Linked DNA regions of Sus scrofa: region 2 is linked to region 1. Evidence: chromatin contacts called from public Hi-C data. All regions are on one chromosome and are shown on one strand. The core of a region is the stretch at or near the end of the contact, and the rest is flanking DNA. Distances in the headings are between cores, read along the strand shown. Region 1 holds the start of ACBD5 (acyl-CoA-binding domain-containing protein 5). Region 2 holds the start of ARHGAP21 (rho GTPase-activating protein 21).

Region 1 (3,150 bases), core at 28-2,527:
CCATGAGGTTGAGAGTTCGATCCCTGGCCTTGCTCAGCGGGTTAGGGATCCAGCATTGCCGTGAGCTATGGTGTAGGTTGCAGATGCGGCTCAGATCCCGAGTTGCTGTGGCTCTGGCATAAGCTGGCGGCTACAGATCCAATTAGACCTCCAGCCTGGAAACCTAGATATGCTGAGGGAGTGACCCTAGAAATGGCAAAAAGACAAAAAAAAAAAAATTGAATCATTATGTTGTACACCTGAAACTATTGTTATATAGATATATATTGTACATCAATACATCTCAATTTTTTAAAAAAGAATGCTTCATAATAGGCACTGTGCTGAAAGTACTAAAAGCCATTAGTGTTCCATAAGATATATTTTAGGTGGAATTACAGGATTGCATAATTGGAAGGCACCTTAGGAACTGATTCAATCCATCATATGTCAATCATTATATGTCAGTAGGAATTACCACATCTAAACCAGCACTGCTAACTTCTTTACCTGAATAACCTCAATGTCCTTTCTCCTTATACTATTATCCTTGACTGTAAATCCATACTACCAGCAAACAGAAATACAACAGACATCACTGGCAGAAAAATTCTTATTCATCACTACCTAAAGACCAACATACTCTAAATTAGCTTATTATGAACAGTTGTCAAAATGAAGTCCTAGATGTGAAATAAATATCCAAACCTTTTTATAAGTATGCATAACTGAGTGAAATTGAAACGGATATATAACAAAAGAGCAAGAAAAGATTAGAGGAAGCAGCAGCTATTCAGCACATAACCTCCCCCTCGTTTGAATAAATTAGAAAAATTGTTAGTCTCTTACACTTTGGTGTCCCGCAAAAAGTCCAAGATTTAAAGCAAGGTTTTTTTGGATTGACTGACGCCTGGTTCAGCTACTCCTGTACTTACTACTACTTGACCTTGAGAAAATCAGTTAATATGATTTTCAATTTCCTCATTCGTAAACACCCTACAGGGTTTTTGGAATACATGTTACATGCCTGGCAAATATCAGGCACGCAGTAAGGCATAGTCTTTACTACCTGAAGGCAATATAACAGCACACGACCTCAAAGTTAATAAGCCTCAGGAGCAAGAAATGAGACGGATCTCCAGGACCTCTCTGAAAGACACCACGGAGGGTCTGTCCCTTTGGCTGAGGCGGATGTGGTATTTGGCAGGAGCTCAAAGGACGACGCAACAGGAAGGCGGGATTTCCGCCGCAACGGCTCCAGCGTCTGCCGGACCAAGGAACCAAACAGGAACAAGTGGGAGGAACGACCTCAGCTGGAGGCAGGTGTCCCGAAGCGTAGCGGAGCGGGGACTACATTTCCCACAAGTCCGCGGGGGCAGGGCGAGGGGCGGGCGTCGGGGACCTTACCGGACAGGTCTTGCCCGGCAATGCTAAGGTAAATGCCGGCACTGCGACTCCAAGGGAAAAGTAACTTAGAGCCTGCGCCTAAATTTGGACTAGTCACCCTCTAACCCATCCCGAACTGACGGAAGCGACCTGGCAATTTTGGGATTTCCAGGCCGCAGGACTCCGCCCCCAGAACCCGTAGCAGTGCCCCCTCGGTGGGCCTGGGGGCGCATCCTACATGCCTGAGGACGCGGGGCGCTGTGCTAGAAAGGTGAAGGCCCAGGATACCCCTTTCTAGGGTTGACGATCCGTACTGGTCCCCCGTTCGCCCCTCCCCCACGCCCTGTCGCCCATTAGGTCTGCCAGAAGCTGTACTGTGCCCGGCTTCCTGGGGCTAGATATCGCGGGTGGTGCAGGGGAAGGTGCTCTCTCTCCCCCAGCCCAGTCTAATTAGCCGGCGATCTCCCGTCTCCTTTGGTTGTTGCGCAGACGTCCTTGCCTTGGGGGCGGCTAAAGCTGTCAAAGACTGAGAGCCAAGCACGGCTAAACACTCCATCCAGCATCCCTAATCCTTTCATATACCCTTTAGGGTGATATAAAGATTGTCACTGGAGAGGCTAAGTAGCTTACCCTGGGTGACAGAACTAAAATGGCAGAACTTAAGTTTCGTAACAAGCCTCTGCGGATCTAAAGCTCTTAAGTCCCATCAGCTTTCTCAAACCCTAACCTCAGGAGCAGGCGCTGAAGACCAAAGTCATTTTTTTTTTTTTTGCCCAGCGGTACCACGCGCGCTGCAACCCCGCGTCGGCTACTCTGGCGCGGACCCAGCAATCCATTCTGTTTTAAACATCGAGCCCTGGGCTCTCCGCGGATCCACCTGACTGCTTTTATTTCCCCCCTTCTCCGGCCCTCCTCTGGGGACCTACAGTTCGCGTCATCTCGGTGGCCGCGGGGACGGTGGGTGGAGTTTACTGCGCAGCGGCGGCTGCAGCGAGTGGGTCCGGGGAGGGTTTGGGGCGGGGCCGCAGGGAGGGCGCGGACAGACAGACCGACCTCGCCGGGATGGGGGGTGTGGCTGCTCCACCAGGGTCCTGCGGGTGGGAGAGTGGCTCCGCCACCACCAGTGGCCGGGGCTCCTCTGACTCCTGCTAGAGATGCTCTTTCTCTCGGTGAGTTGTTTTTCTGTCTTGGAGGCCTGGCTCCCAGCCTTGGTCACGCCCCGGGGAGGAAGAAGGAGCCGGGCCTTATCGGACGGTGTGGCCTGGATGGGGCAGGGCCACGGGGAACTGACCAGCTGCTCTCTGGGTCCTCCTCCCTGTGGGCATGTTGATCCGCGGCTGCGCTCCTTGTTCCAGTTTCATGCAGGCTCCTGGGAAAGCTGGTGCTGCTGCTGCTGCCTGATTCCAGCCGACAGACCTTGGGACCGGGGCCGGCGCTGGCGGCTGGAGATGGCGGACACGAGATCCGTGCATGAGACCAGATTTGAAGCGGCTGTGAAGGTGATCCAGAGTTTGCCGAAAAATGGTACGTACACTGGGGCCCCGTCGTAGAGCCTCCTGCAGAGGCCTGAGGCCCCAATTTCTGAATCTCACCTCCTTTAACCTTTCTGCCTTTTGTCTCGCTAATTTAGCCTACTTTCTTTACTACGTTGAAAAGGAATGTAATTATAGGGGAGGTATCCGATGTGAATCAAATGCCTGCTCATCTTTCTAGCCAGAGACAAATATATTATCCAGATTTTAAGTAGTTTATATTGTTGTTGAAAAGGAAAATCTTGTCCTGTGG
Region 2 (2,940 bases), core at 27-2,526, 1.6 Mb before region 1:
AAGACGCTGGTCTGAAGGCAATGCAATCCACCTGACAGCCGACGCTAAATGTGAGCCACCTGACAGCCCCGGCTGACACCTGCAGGACTTCGGAGCAGTGAAAGAGGGCATAAATAAAAGAACAGGAAAGCCGGAAGATTTTTAAGGGAGTTGGAATTACAGCTCCGTTAAGCAGTTTTCCAAGGGTGTGCCTAAAAACTGTCCAAGGGAAAACACTTGTTTTTCTACCCAAAGTAGAAATCCACAGCAACAGCAATCAGTCAAGCCGTGTCTCAGTATCAAAGAGGAGGTGGTCCAGGAGCCACCAGCCTTCCAGCCCCCGAGCAAACCCTGGCTACACCTACGAAATGTACAAAGCCACTCCCTAACCAGCCCAGCTCCAAAAATACTGGAGGATGGGGACTCGGAAAACCGAAGCTTGCAGCATTCCCAACCACCTAAAAAGAGAGAATTCCATGCTCTGAGATGACCAAGATGGAGGCATTTCAAAGTAAGAAAGGAAAAATATCCTTGGGGGGGAGAAGGGGGGAGCGGGGATCACTGGAAGTTCCTAGAAACAAAAACGGGCAACGTTTCACTTCTCTACTGGTCAAGCTGGGGTCCTCCCACCATCCAGCCCAAAGCCCCAAAAGCCTCTTCCTAGGCTGTGTGGCAGCTGACCCCCGCCACCGGCAGGACACCTCACAGACACAGGCCACCACAGACGGGCAGGGATCCTGCCTCAAGCGCTTACCTCACAGGTGGGGGACCCGCAGGCCTTGAGCTTGTCACCATCTCCCTCCGGCAGACCAGTCCGACGTGTGGCCATCATTTCATTTCAAATCACAAAGAAGGGGCCAACCCTTGGGAGTCCACATTGGGGGCGAAATGCCACCACACACCCAAAAGGTAAGAATTCCACACCAGGCTCCGCAGAAGGTGCAGGGCTAAGTGAGACAAATAATGGGCCGGGGGATGAAGGTTTTGATGAAGCCCCTCCGCAATGCCCTGAAGATGATTTCTTCGGACTTCAAACGATTTCCCCGTCTTCGTCCATTTCTCGAGACGGAAAAAACAAAGACGACAGGTCTCCTCCTCAGCAGCTAGTGAGGCCAGCTGCAGAAAGCGGTCCCCTTCGTCCTAGCGCTTCTCCCGACTCCAAGAGCAATCTGAGTGCGCCGCGAAGCCTCTGCCCAAGAGATCTTTCCTAGAGGAGGGAAAAGTTAAAGGGCATGAACTTTCTCCAGACGCTGACCTTAGACTCGCCCACGTCTAGCCCAAGTTCGCCTTTCCAACACTCGGAAAAATAATGCGGTCCACGCTGATGAACCTCCGTATAAAAGAATCTATCCATACAACAACAACGACAAAAAAAAAAAGAAAAAGAAAAAAATCTATAAATCATGAAAAAAATGAGTAACATCAGAGCTGCACGGTGGTTGCGTCAAACATGCCTGGCTGTTGTGAAGCCGTCAAAACATTCCCTTTTCAAGTGCATTTTAATGAGCATTATTTTCTGGGCAGAAGAGGCGTCTCTGTTCTTCCGCATCACCCAGCTGAGGAGACTTAAGGGAAGTTTGCTCCCCACGAGACTAAAATGGGATAATACTTTTTCAAAAACCCTCCTTGCTCCCCGCCGCCTCCCCAGCTGGCCCAAATAAAAACAAAAAGCCAGGATCGGACTTAGCCAGCGCCTCGGCCGGCGTCTCGAGGCGGCCTGGGGGACCCGGGGCGCCCGCCCTCCGCCCCAGCCGGCCGGTGTCCCCGAGGAGGCGGCTGTTTTCCTTGGCCCGCGGCGAGGCTGGGCGGAGACGGCGCGGGGCCGGGAGGGGAGGCGTGCGCGGCTGCGGCGGCGGGAGGGACTCCCTCTCCCGAGCATTATTCCGGAGCTATAGAAATGAAGCCGCAGCCCCAGCAACTTTCATTTAGTTGCCGCGTCCCAATCAACGCCCCGACACGATATTCCCCTTTTTCCGTGTCCACCTTGGGGGGGGGGGGGGGAAATAGGAAAAAGAAAACCACCACCCACCTACCACTATTTCCCCCGCCCCTTCCAGAGGCGGGTCGGGGATCTCGATCTCCCGGGAAGGGCGGCCCAAATTTGTACTTTCAAAAACGAGTGGGGGAACCCGAGGGAAAGGCCAAGAGCGAGGGGGCTCACCCGCCGCGCCCCGCCGGGCCCGGCTTCCGCGGGCGGCAGCGATTGGCGGCGGGGACGCGGGCCGGGCATGGGGCCCGGCCGGGACGCGCTAGGCCGCAGGCTCGGTTAATATTCATGAGCGGACGGGAGGCGCCCCTCCTCCACGGCCGGCCGGCGGGACCCCGGCGCCCGCCGCCGGCCTTTGTGCCCTTCCCTCCTCCCGCCGTCCTCCCCCGCTCCGCACACGCGGGTGCGGCCCCTACGCCCACGCCGGGCGCCCGCCGCGGCTCCCTCCGGCCCCGCGCCAGCGCCGGGCGGGGTGGCCCGGGGTGGCGGGAAGGGAGGGAGCCCGCGGCGAGCCCGGCTCTCCCTTTCCACCCGCCCGGCGGCGCTGCGCCGGGTCGGCCGAAGCAGAAAATAAAGCAGACACGCACCGGAGAAAGCGCGGCGAGTAGATCCGCACCCGGCCGGCCGGTCCCCGGACGGCACGCCCGGCGCGCACCGGACCCAGCGGGAGGACGAGCGGGCGCTGCCCGCCGCCGTCGCGCTCCGAGGCCGCCGCCCCCGGCCGGCCGCTCCCAGGCACCGCCGCGACCTGCCCCGGCCGGCCCCGGGCTCTCGGCCGCCGCGGGAGGGCGTGGGGCGGGGCGGCGGCCGCCGGACTCTCCCCTCGCCTCGCCGGGCCGGGCCGGGGCCGCGCTCGGGCGCCCGCGATCACCAAGTGACAGAAGTGCCTCGCTCCGCTGCCGCGCCGAGCTGTTTCCCGGGGGCGGATTTCTCGCTTCTTCCTCCCTGGATCCACCTCCTCCCACTCCACCTCC

Evidence for each region. Hi-C and Micro-C count contacts between places; a contact is called where the count stands out from the background.
Region 2: a Hi-C map of liver shows a contact between it and region 1, with 8 times the contacts expected there. The contact joins the promoter of ARHGAP21 here to the promoter of ACBD5 in region 1. A contact is called at or near these places in 1 of 5 promoter capture datasets (liver) and 3 of 47 Hi-C or Micro-C datasets (liver, mesenteric adipose tissue and retroperitoneal adipose tissue).

Annotation. Positions count from the first base shown.
Region 1 is chr10:48,920,504-48,923,653 of Sscrofa11.1, reverse strand. ACBD5 (acyl-CoA-binding domain-containing protein 5) reads left to right here and starts at 1,277. Exons shown (of 14, transcript XM_013980249.2): 1 at 1,277-1,414; 2 at 2,721-2,889. The coding sequence starts at 2,814.
Region 2 is chr10:50,539,918-50,542,857 of Sscrofa11.1, reverse strand. ARHGAP21 (rho GTPase-activating protein 21) reads right to left here and starts at 1,276. Exons shown (of 26, transcript XM_021064916.1): 1 at 734-1,276. The coding sequence starts at 811. LOC110255603 (basic salivary proline-rich protein 2-like) reads left to right here and starts at 1,877. Exons shown (of 2, transcript XM_021064283.1): 1 at 1,877-2,940. The coding sequence starts at 1,877.